Linked DNA regions of Mus musculus: regions 2, 3 and 4 are each linked to region 1. A link is a contact called in public Hi-C, HiChIP or PLAC-seq and promoter capture Hi-C data. All regions are on one chromosome and are shown on one strand. Each heading gives the region's core, a stretch centred on a gene start, on an enhancer-like site or on the middle of the called end of the contact. The rest is flanking DNA. Distances are from core to core; before and after follow the strand shown. Region 1 holds the start of Jmy (junction-mediating and regulatory protein). Region 2 has its middle 17 kb from the start of Gm31630. Region 3 holds the start of Lhfpl2 (lipoma HMGIC fusion partner-like 2). Region 4 has its middle 41 kb from the start of Gm41019.

Region 1 (2,734 bases), core at 101-2,600:
GCTTTGAAAATATGCAGCTCATTATAAGAATTCCAAAAGGTTGAAGTCATTTTTATCTTTTTCTGAATCTTGCTGTGTGTGTGTGTGTGTGTGTGTTTGGTCCAAGAGTAGGCATGGGTTTCAAAGCAGATGTTTAAAGTTTAAAATGTTCAGCAAGGCGGTGGTGGCACACGCCTTTAATCCCAGCACTTGGGAGGCAGAGACAGGCAGATATCTTAGTCCGAGGCCAGCCTGGTCTACAAAGTGAGTTCCAGGACAGCCAGGGCTACACAGAGAAACCCTGTCTCCAAAAAACCAAAACCAAAACAAAAAAAAAAGTTCAGCCAAGAGATAGGTCTAAAACTTTTGACTATCAATTTAGATGTCAGGCCAATACAAAACTGTGTGTAGCTGACAACGTGAGGGTGACTCAGATGATTTTCACACGTTTTAGAAATGTGGCTTAAAGTAAAAGAACTAATTCCTATTATACATTAGTGCCTGCTTGATGCCTTAGACACTGACAGGAAAGATGACGCCAATAATATAAAGTGGATTATAAACCTACTAGACAATATTAGGAATGTTTCAACACAATTTAGTATGAATAATTGGATTTTTCTGGCTGGTTTTTGAAACAAGGTCTTTTGTAGCCCCTGCTGGCCTTGAATTACCATATCTGGTTGCCTCTACTCACCAAGTGTTGGGATTATAGTTATGCACTGCCTTGCCAGGCTGATAAAAACTTTTTGTTTGTGCTTTCTGGGAACTCTGATAACTGAATACAATGTCAAAACTTTAGTGCAGTGACTGCCCAAAGAGATTCTCAGAACAGTACACAACGAGGAAAGCCGAAGCAATAAAAGAAGGATAAATTGAGACAAATGTTCACGCTCTTTAGGACGTGACTGAATTTTCCTACTGTTTTCGTATTCTCCTGAGTTGTTTTGCATACATGTCTAACTTAAATTGTGTCTGAAGGATGTCAGGGGAGAATGGAACCCTTTGGCTTAGCCTTGTAAAGCAAGGCAGAGTTCCCGGACTGTTTAGGACGCGTCTGAACACAGTTGGCGATCCAGATTCACTTAGGGTGAAGGAGGGCTACATCAAGGTCCTTGAACAAAGTCTCAGAGTCCCTCTGCCTTTGCTCCTCTTGCCGGGGGTTCAAAGCAACCTGTGCGGCCGGGCACACCAGTCTCTCATCTTGCAGAAAAGCGTCATCCCGCAGCCACAGACTCCGGGCCGGGAAAAAGGGGGCAGGGCTGGGGCCAGGAACGCGGCGGCGCGCAGGCGCGGCTGGAGGGACGCGGAGGGGGGCGGGGCGCCGCCGGGCGGGCGGGACGCGCGCCGCCGCTCCCGTTGCCGCTGCTGCCGCCGCCGCGTCAGCAGCGTGCCGCACGTGCCCGTGTTTACGTCCCTCGTGGAGCCGCAGACGTCACAGCCGAATGGCAACATTGTGGCGACGCTGAGACTAGCGCTTTAGGAGTCTGCTTTCTGGTTCTGGTTCTGGCTGGCTGGGCGCTGTTGGCCGGGGGCAGAGGGGCGGCGGGGAGGTAGGCCCCGGCGGGCGAGCGGCGGACGCGCGCCTCAGCACGCAGCCCCGCGGCTCCGCGCAGGCCGGTCCGGCGGCCCAGGGCCCTGCGCTGCGGCAGCGAGCGGCTTGTAAACAGATCCGGCCGCACGTGACCATGTGAACTACCTGCTCCGGGCCGCGTATTGTCTCTTCTGAGAGCCGCACCACAAAGGAGCCGGTGGGTGAGCGGCCGGCGCGCTAAGATGGCTGCAGGCGCCCCGCAAGGGTGAGCTGGGGGCGCGGCCACCGCGGAGACTCGGCCGGGCGGGCGACCCCCCTCGCCGGGCACCGGAGCTACCATGTCGTTCGCGCTGGAGGAGACACTCGAGTCCGACTGGGTGGCGGTGCGGCCCCACGTATTCGACGAGCGCGAGAAGCACAAGTTTGTGTTCATTGTGGCCTGGAACGAGATCGAAGGCAAGTTTGCTATAACCTGTCACAACCGGACGGCCCAGAGACAGAGGAGCGGTTCCCGGGAACAGGCGGGGACGCCCGCGTCTGATGGGAGTCGCGGTCCGGGCAGCCCCGCGGCCAGGGGTCGGTCAGAGGCCGCTGCCTCTGCTACAGCAGCGCTCCGGAGTCCCGGGCCACGGAAAAGCCAGGCCTGGGCCGAGGGCGGCTCTCCGCGCAGCGCGCGCAGCCTGAAGGGGGATCCTCCTCGGGGTCCCGCGGGCAGAGGACCGGAGAGTCCTCTCCGTAGCCCCGCGCGGGCTAAGGCCAGCCCGCTCCGCAGAAGCGCCGAATCCCGAGATGCGACCGCCAGTGCCACGCCAGCCCCGCCGGCGCCCCCGGTGCCCCCGGTGTCGTCGGTGCGGGTGGTGAGTGCCTCCGGGGCGGTCTCCGAGGAGATCGAGGTCCTGGAAATGGTGAGGGAGGACGAGGCGCCACAGCCGCTCCCGGACTCGGAGCAGCCGCCGTCTGCCGCGGAGCTGGAGTCTCCGGCCGAAGAATGCAGCTGGGCCGGGCTTTTCTCCTTCCAGGATCTGCGAGCCGTGCATCAGCAGCTGTGCTCGGTAAACTCCCAGCTGGAGCCGTGTCTGCCGGTGTTCCCCGAAGAGCCGTCAGGCATGTGGACGGTGCTGTTTGGGGGCGCCCCCGAGATGACCGAGCAGGAGATCGACGCTCTATGTTACCAACTCCAGGTATACCTGGGCCACGGCCTGGACACGTGTGGCTGGAAGA
Region 2 (2,734 bases), core at 133-2,632, 630 kb after region 1:
CTTTCCCCTAGCACTGATCATTTGTATTATCCTATGCTCCTATGCAACATGCTTGGTTATTGTGTCCATTATTAATTGTCTCCCCCTGCTGGAATGTCAGTCCCACAAGGCCAGAGAGACTAGCTGTGTTCACAGTAGGATCCTGTGTAGCAAGATCCCTAGAGGCACTCAGGAAACATGTGTTAGATGAATGAATGAGTTCTTTAAGTTTTTAAGAACAATAAGCTTCTTTATATGCAAAAGCTGACTCAATATCTCCACTGGGGTGTGAAATGAACAAATACAGAGAGGTTAAAAGGCAAATATTACCAGGAACAAATGATATACTGAGCCTCAGACTTGTGATGTGATCCATGGATGTATCTCCCAAGGGTTTGCTTTCCAACTTGCTCCTTCCATGTCTCCTTCATTTTCAGCTCTGCTCTCCCCAGGATGAGGAATGGATAGAGCAATAGTGTCTGCTGAAGGTACATCCTTGCTCAAAATCCATCTTTTTCCTTCTCATCCCCACACAGTCCTCACTATGACACAATATTAGAAAAACCGGATCCTAATGTATAAAGTCCCCATAACAGAAAAAAAAATGAGAAGTATAAAAAGAGAAAGCCAGAGATTCATAAATTAGCCACCATCACCAGTGATTTTTATTTGATTCATTGGAATGTAGAGGGAGCACAGACACTCACTATACCTTTATAGTAAGAGGGAGGAGACTAGGTGAGCCAAGCCAAGCAGAAGGCTGGGATGGGAGCTATTCCTTGGGGTTAACATGAGGGCACTTGAAGATGGGAAGAGGGTCGCCACCAGGAAAAAAAAAAAAAAACAGATCACCTGTGTACAGCCATCATGAGAATGCATCTTATTTTCATTTAAGGCAGATTCCCAGGCCAGGATGCTGCCGGGAATAGCTAGGAAGTTGTTCCATCAACCCTGGAAAGAGTCCAGTAAGTGTGTGGTAAGTGACCTCTCCTACTAACCCTTTTTAAAGATCCCCGTTACTTCCAAATGACTCTCTCCCTATACTGCTAATCTTCTGCAGCATCAGGAACAGCTAGAGTGAGGCCAGCCTTTTATTTCATGAAGGAAGGAGCTCCCGTGAACAATCAGTCCTCAAGAGAAACACTATGACTTGTTCTCCATACATAGAGTGGGTTAACTGTGGTCAAGGAGTACTCAGCGAGCAAAGCACTGGACAGACATGGGAATTTAACAGCATCTAGTTCCCTCTTCCCGGCCTGTGCTCTCCTCTTGCCAATGCCCCTCCAGTAGTCTTGAGGTGACTATTTTATTTTCCACATTCGTCTCTTCTGCAGTGTATCTGTATTTCTTCTTGTTTGGCGCCAGATGTCAGATTGGCTTGCGTTATTCCAGGATGAATCATTTGGTTTCCTGTCCATGTTCCTAACCTTTCCAGCGCCTCTTGTATCATGTCTCAGTCATCCCTGCTGTTTACAATGCCTCTCAACTTAAAGCCATCTGCAAATCTCATTAGCGACATGCTGACTCCTTCTCCCCAAGATACAGGGCGTGCTGAATACAAGGCCTGACACCAATTCTCTCTTCCTCATTTGAGGAAATACTTTTTCAGACTGTTCTCAGTTATTACCTTTTTAAAATATGATAATAGTCTCATTGCACATATATTCTTATGCTCCCAGTTTGGCCAAATCTAGACATGTGATGTCCAGATTAATAAGGTTTTTTTAAAGTGAGGTAGAAGGGCTGGAGACATCCTAGGATGTACAAGGCCTGGGTTTGAACCCTAATGCTGCCAAAGGGAAGAAACTGAGTTAGTATCCACTTTAGAGAATAGTTAATTATTAATACCTTTAATAAGTCATGTTTCCTTGCATACTTAAAATATTTAGCTTGCAAAAATTAAAAAAAAATGTACTACCCCACTTCTTAAAGTTAGATTCAGCCTTGAACACAGTTGCTTTACATTGATTAGCCAGGCAGTAAGAAACCACGCCTTGATAAACTTCAAAAATATGATTCAAATATTTCATGTTAGCAGCAAGACTCTGAGGAAGCCACTGGGCCCGTTGTGATTCACTGGCTCTTGGCTTCAACTTTCCCTACTCTTTTCTGATATTATTCAACATGTTTTCAAATCTTATTCTTCTCTCAAAAACCTCAGAGCCTGATGCAATGGCGGATTCCTGTCATTCAGTGTGGAGGAAAATAAGACAGGCAGATGGTGAGTTTAAAGCCAGCCTGGGCTTCAGAGTGAGCCCTTGTCTCAGAATAAACAAAAGATCCAAAACTCCTTGAGTACCTTCTGTTCTGAGCTCCAGATGTTGGACTATAACAAAGAGCTGTCTTGATGCTCCAAGTGCTTCTCTATTCAGCAAAGACTGTGAAGAGAAAAACCACGGTGGGGCTGGAAAGATGTGCAACTAAGGGAGCCAGTCGGGAGCAAGAGTGAGATGCATATACATTCAGACCCTGATGATCTTGCCCTGAGACTGGCAGGAGTATGACTTCCCTCCTTGGTCTGGGTCTGCATGCTTGGGCCATGTAGCCTGTGTAAACCCCACCTCTGCCACCCTTGAGGAAGTCACATAGCCTGGTGGCCAGATTACAGGTTTAACTTCCTCTCTCCCTATAAGGACATGCCCAGCAAGCACCTGGAATTCCTCTTCATGCAAAAAAAAAAAAAAAGTTCCCAGAACTTCGGCATCAGGTAATAATGTACACCCAGCCCCAAGACCTCTAGCCGCTCACTCCCCAA
Region 3 (2,734 bases), core at 159-2,658, 560 kb before region 1:
TCAATTCTGAGTTGCGCACATGGATAAACGGTATGCTTATTTTTCCCCCATAAGGCACTGCTTTGCTCTCATCTACAAAGATCCTTTTTTTCCTTCAGACAAATGGCTGGTTCATGTATCATGACTCAAATTATATTCACAAATGTTCATTTGCAGTGTAATCACTCTTCCTAACTAGACTGGTTCAAGACAAATGAGCAGCCCCCTTTCCCACCCTCTTCTCTTTAAGCTTACAGTGCTCCACCTCCCGCTATAAAATGCTGTCACAGACCACAGGCCACACTGCTCTGTATGACCTACTGCAGGTCACTCTATTTTTTTTTAATGACATCGTCTGGTATTGCTTTAAACCTTTCAAATATTTCATCAGAATCAGATGTTCCAACACAGGCTAGCCCTATTAGCCTGATTGCAGAGAGAGATGTTCATCTTCCCTGTCTTTAAAATATTTAACCATCGCATGCGTGTTCTCTATCTCTTAATTTGAAAGGGAGTTTTTAAAAAAAATGATTAGAAGAGCATCAGAAAGAGCAAGATAAATTATTCCTTATCCCATCCTCTCTTTGAGCTGGACAGGAAGAGTGTTCAGAGAATTAAAGTCCCTTCGAAGGAACTCTGACTTAGCCCCCCACACCTTGCCGCCCTGTGGCTCCAACACACACTCGCCGGCAGTGGTTCCACTTTTCCATATAGGTCACCAGCTGTAATCTACAAGCACAAAAACAATCATGGCACAGAGTACAGGAAACTGCCCGGGCAGGAGTGAGGTAGGGTGCGAGGATGAGAGTCTTTTGCCCTTACTTCCATACAAACTCCCGAACCTCCTGAATTAACAGAAAAGTTGAGCCGACTTGAAGAAACTCTTTTTGCTTTTCTCAGTTCAGAGAGCACGCGACCGCGAATAGACTGAGAGAGAAGTGCGGCCGGGTGGGGGTAGGGACTGCATTCAAACCCATCTCTCTGAGTCCTTCATCCACCCCAGATGTGGTGTTCCCCAACTCCCCGCCCACCTCCTCGCCAGCCCTCACCCCTCTGCACTGGCCACAAAAAATGCAGCCCAGGTCTGAGATGCAGCTGAGGTCTGTGGCCGGTGAGACCCACGCGGTACGGACCGGGGCTGGAGGGGACCACTACAGCTCCCCGGGAAAAAGCGCTTCCAGGCTCAACTTCTTCCACGTCTGCGGCGGGCCGGCGCTGCAGCGGATCCTTCCTGCCCCGGCACCCGCCGCCCGTCCCTCCGCGCCCCCGTGCACTGTCGGGGACCGGCCCCCTCCCGGGCTCCCCGCGCAGCACCTACCTGGCCGGGGCAGCCGGCTCCTAACGCCCCGCTCTGGCCCGGGCGCGTGCAGCCTTCCCCAGCCGGGCTCTCTGTGCCGCCTCCTCGCTGCAGCCTCGATCTGGCCCCGGCGGACCCGCAGGGGCGAGGGCGGGAGCAGACGAGGGTCGGCGGCGCCGGGGCGGAGGCCGAGGGGCGGGCGCAGCGGGAGGAGGCGGCCGAACCTCGCAGCCCAGGCCGGCCGCTGCCACTCAGCATCCCCGCCTCCGGCCGCCGCTCGGGGAGGGGTCGGCGAAGCCCGGCCTCCGGGGGGGAGGGTCCTACAGGGCCCGGGAGAGTGTGGGCGACGCGCGCGATCCCTGAGAAGGGGTCCCGGAGCCCTGCGGGGTTCTCTCCTCACGCTGTCCCAGTGCCTATCGTGGACCAGAGCCGGCGGGGCGGGCGGGAAGAAAGTCGGTCCGTGGCCCAGGAAAACCGCAGGGTGGAGAGTGGTCTGCGGTGCTTTTAAAGCAGAGGCTGGAGGCACAAGTTTACAGGTCCTGATTTCTACTTCGGGAAACTGCAAACTTTCACAGAGCTTGGATGCTTGGGTCCAGACACATCCCCCAGGCACTGAAGATACACTTTCCAATAGATACCACAGATATCAAAGGCGGTTTAGCCAGCGGGAAAGGGATCCAGAGAGGAGACCCACCAACTCCTCTCACCACCGCCCCCAGGGCCAGAGCAAAGGACAGAGTCAAATAGCCAGGGGCTGAATTGTCTGAATTCATTGTGTTAGGACAGAACCCAGCTAAGATCACCTTCCTTTGTCTCCAACCCCCACCCCCTGTCAAATTTGCTTCAGCCTCCAAACTCTCAGACACTTGTCTATCCACCGAAGCACACCCACCCCCCCCACCCCTCCCTCCCGGCCTTCCCTAGCAGCTTGCATGTGCTCTTTGCTCTTGAAGTCTTTGCACTTGACCCACTATTTCCAAATCCATTTGGGTTTGTCAGTTTCAATGGCCCCCTCCTGCTTTTGAAACCCGTGGGCACGGCACCTATCTGCACGGCCTTACAAGCTTAATGGCTCTAGAACACCACTTCCTGGGTGAGAGGGTATCTGAGGCATTTTGCCAGGAAAATTAAAAAAACAAAACAAATTCTTGATTTCTTTGCAACTCCACTATTGAAAACCATATCCCACAGCAGGATTGTAGATAGCATAAGTCATCCGCAACTGCTGGTCTGTGGAGAAAACATACAAATTAAATCGGTTGGGATTCTTCACATGCAAAGGGTACCTATCACCAATTAACAATAGCTGCAAACACAAATGCATCACCATGCTGGTCCTCATCCAGATGGGGTCCTAGAAGGACCCATGCCTGTATCCACGCTGAAGCTGCTGATGCTGTTCCCAGGACTCTCCCACGGTTGAATCCTACTGGGAAAAAAAAAAAAAAAAAAGCTTTC
Region 4 (2,734 bases), core at 115-2,614, 540 kb after region 1:
AGACTTGGAGAAATAGCCAATAGCATGCATGGGTGGCATGTGCCCACAGCTAGAACATAAGCTTCCTCAGGCTCCCTCTGTGCCCACGTCTCTCATGATAGTCAACTTCTAGCCACTCTGACTCAGGGACATTGCCCTGACTTGAAACACTTCCCTCTGAGGGTCTTAAAAGCTCACTCTGAAAGTCTAGCTAGACTTGAAAGTAAAGCTTATTTCTAGAACGATCTATTTCAAAGGTTTATTTCTTGACACTTGAGATTGCCATGCCATTTCAGCTGTCCCACTAGTACCAGTGATTAGTCATTCATTCATTCATTTTCCTTCAATGAAGGTCTATTGAAACTTCTCTTTCAGGGACCAAGTACTGACAAGTACTGTGAACAAGGAACTTAATTGACAAATGGTCCAGCTATTGTGCTCCATGATCCATTACTGCCTCTGTACTAGGGTCATGCTTCCTGTGGGCAGCTCCTGGCCACTGAGTGTGACTAGGATGCAAAGGCAGCCTTTTCCTTGGGAACATGCTCCTCTGGTGGCCACCTATGAAATAAGGTATCTCAGCAACCATTTGACCCACTTTCTATTGCTGCATGTTCTAGGATGCTTCTGCCCAGTCGTTTCCCATGTTCCCCTTCCCTTGGAGCCAGCCTGCTCTGTTCTCCTGTGTGCTACAGGCCTGGATGACATCGCTCAGGGATGCTGAAAGAATTAGCTGACAAAGAAAGATGAAGATGAAGGAAGGGGCAGGGACTCAGGGCAGACCAGCACATTCCCCTCCTCCTCAGGAGGAAGAAATGTCAAACCTTCAATGCCCTTCCTTTAAAAATTCCAGACCATTTTTGATAGAAAGCAGAGTGTTTCAGGAATAAGGAATTGTTAGTAGAATCATTTATTTTATTTTATTTTATTTTATTTTACCTACAAGATTTTGTTTTCCTCCCCCTAATAAATTTTTACCCTTATGGTGGCAATAAGAAGGCAGAAGAAGATTCTACTGTCTCATGTTGGTAGGGCCAACTCCTGACTAGAAGCCTAGGTAGACTCCAGGCTGGACCAGCCCAATAATCTGGCATGCTTGTATGGAAACCAACACTGGGTTCTCTGTAACTGATGGCAGTGAGCTTCTAGATCCTTCTAACCAGTAGTCTAGATTCAGGTCCCTCGTGGCTGCCCAGGGAGAACATCCCAGCTCTGGCTGCCACTTGGCAAGCAGAGCTCTCACTGCACACACATAAATTGCTTTTCTGGTTTTATTTTTTAAAAACAAATAAAAGAATAACATTGACACCCAGGGAGGCCATTAGAGAGAACAGGAGTAACAAGGAAGCAATGAGGAACCTGTGGGTGTTTGGTGAAGGTAAATGAGGTTGGGTTGGGCTGTTCGGTGGGTGTGGCTGCTCTGTCAGGATTTCCACAGTGTCTTTCAGATCCATTCTTTATCTGTGTGGTTCCTGGAGGTTATGTAGGCGTGCCAGAGCACTACAGTTACAGCGAGAGGAACAAACGACCCTACAGGGGAGTATTTGAGGAAGTATTTTTGACCACTAAAAGGAAGTAGATCTTTACACAGCCTGGAGTCTTTGAATGGAACCCACCACCCCCAAAGAGTCTGAGGTAAAAATTAACAAGGGCCCTAGGAGTCACTGATATTAGCTGTACTGGTCATTAGGATTATGAAGAACAAGTCACCGTGTTCCTACCGGAAAGTTCTCCGTAGCTCTCTAATAGAAGTCATCAAAGCCACATTGCATTCCTTAGGGTGCTGGGAACATAGAGTCTCCTTTCTCTGCAGGATGGTGGTATCTTGTTGTGTTTCCCACCCTTCCTTCATTGGTATATTGCCACTTTCTCGTCAAACCCAGTTCAAATAGACCCTCCTCTCAGAGCAAGGCTGATTGCTGCTTCCTCTTTACAAAGCACATCCCATGTCTACTTCTCTACAAGTACATATGTACTTGTGTACACAACTAATATACAAACTTCTCTAGGACAGAGACCATATCAGATTCATGTGCCCATCTTCACTGGTTGGTATGGTCACTGGTTCCTGGAGCTAGCCCATGGTCCCTGAGTGGAATGTTGAATGAGTAGGGAGGTATTGAGCTTCATCGGCCAACACCTCACTGCTTATGACTCAAACAGTGTCCTTCAGGGGCTTCCCAGAGCTTTGTGCCTGTATCATGTGAGCAATCCTCTTCTTCTGGACAGACATCTGCTTAGCTAGGCTAATATACATGCTTGTCTCCAGAACAGTCATCAGGCTGTCTGAAGTCACGTAGCCAAGAGGCTTGTTAAGATTTTAGTGTCTCTAACTGTGTCTCAGAGGCAAGTGAGTCAGGTCCCAAGAAGTCTGGACTAGAAGTCTTGCCAGTGCACATTCCAGAGCCTAGGAGATTCTAGAAAAACAGACATATCACCTTTCAGGCTGAAATCACTGGGCACTGCATTTGAAAGCTGGGTTTCCTACCAGTCCTTAGGTTGTGAATGACACACAGTTTATTGGAACCATTATGAGGTCACTAAGCAAGCTGAGGTCTGAAAATTTTAAGACAGGTTGAACCAGAGATAAATCAAATACTACATGTGCATGTTAAAGAAGAAAAAGATATGAAAAGGAAAAGAACAGAAATCAAAACCAAAAACATCAAGAAGCCCAAACTAAACAAAACAGCAAGCAAATACTCAACCATCAGGAAGCAGAGACTGGAGGATTAGAGGTTCAAGGTCAACTTCA

What was found. Promoter capture Hi-C pulls out the DNA fragments that hold promoters and counts their contacts. Hi-C and Micro-C count contacts between places; a contact is called where the count stands out from the background. HiChIP or PLAC-seq counts read pairs in DNA pulled down with a chosen protein or histone mark.
Region 2: a Hi-C map of the N1E-115 cell line shows a contact between it and region 1, with 3 times the contacts expected there. The contact joins the enhancer-like site here to the promoter of Jmy in region 1. A contact is called at or near these places in 1 of 39 promoter capture datasets (the C10 cell line), 1 of 15 datasets of contacts at CTCF or cohesin (large pre-B cells), 1 of 484 Hi-C or Micro-C datasets (the N1E-115 cell line) and 1 of 115 datasets of contacts at active chromatin or transcription factors (astrocytes).
Region 3: a promoter capture Hi-C map of liver shows a contact between it and region 1, with 2.4 times the contacts expected there. The contact joins the promoter of Lhfpl2 here to the promoter of Jmy in region 1. A contact is called at or near these places in 1 of 39 promoter capture datasets (liver), 2 of 484 Hi-C or Micro-C datasets (embryonic stem cells and nephron progenitors) and 2 of 115 datasets of contacts at active chromatin or transcription factors (embryonic stem cells and memory CD8 T cells).
Region 4: an H3K4me3 HiChIP or PLAC-seq map of pro-B cells shows a contact between it and region 1, with 4 times the contacts expected there. The contact joins the enhancer-like site here to the promoter of Jmy in region 1. A contact is called at or near these places in 4 of 39 promoter capture datasets (the C10 cell line, liver, pre-B cells and 1 more), 1 of 484 Hi-C or Micro-C datasets (embryonic fibroblasts) and 4 of 115 datasets of contacts at active chromatin or transcription factors (the 230-238 cell line, large pre-B cells and pro-B cells).

The regions. Positions count from the first base shown.
Region 1 is chr13:93,498,424-93,501,157 of GRCm38.p6, reverse strand. It overlaps Jmy (junction-mediating and regulatory protein), which reads left to right and starts at 1,350. Exons shown (of 11, transcript NM_021310.3): 1 at 1,350-2,734. The coding sequence starts at 1,852.
Region 2 is chr13:92,864,254-92,866,987 of GRCm38.p6, reverse strand. No RefSeq gene overlaps it. Among named protein-coding and RNA genes, the nearest start is that of Gm31630, 17 kb to the left of the region's middle. Within about 2 kb of position 1,382, at least 23 of the 459 cell types and tissues checked have an H3K27ac peak or open chromatin away from gene starts, as enhancers often do. A contact at or near this core is called in the N1E-115 cell line, where this site is marked.
Region 3 is chr13:94,056,470-94,059,203 of GRCm38.p6, reverse strand. It overlaps Lhfpl2 (lipoma HMGIC fusion partner-like 2), which reads right to left and starts at 1,408. Exons shown (of 4, transcript NM_172589.2): 1 at 1,298-1,408.
Region 4 is chr13:92,963,146-92,965,879 of GRCm38.p6, reverse strand. No RefSeq gene overlaps it. Among named protein-coding and RNA genes, the nearest start is that of Gm41019, 41 kb to the left of the region's middle. Within about 2 kb of position 1,364, at least 41 of the 459 cell types and tissues checked have an H3K27ac peak or open chromatin away from gene starts, as enhancers often do. A contact at or near this core is called in pre-B cells and pro-B cells, where this site is marked.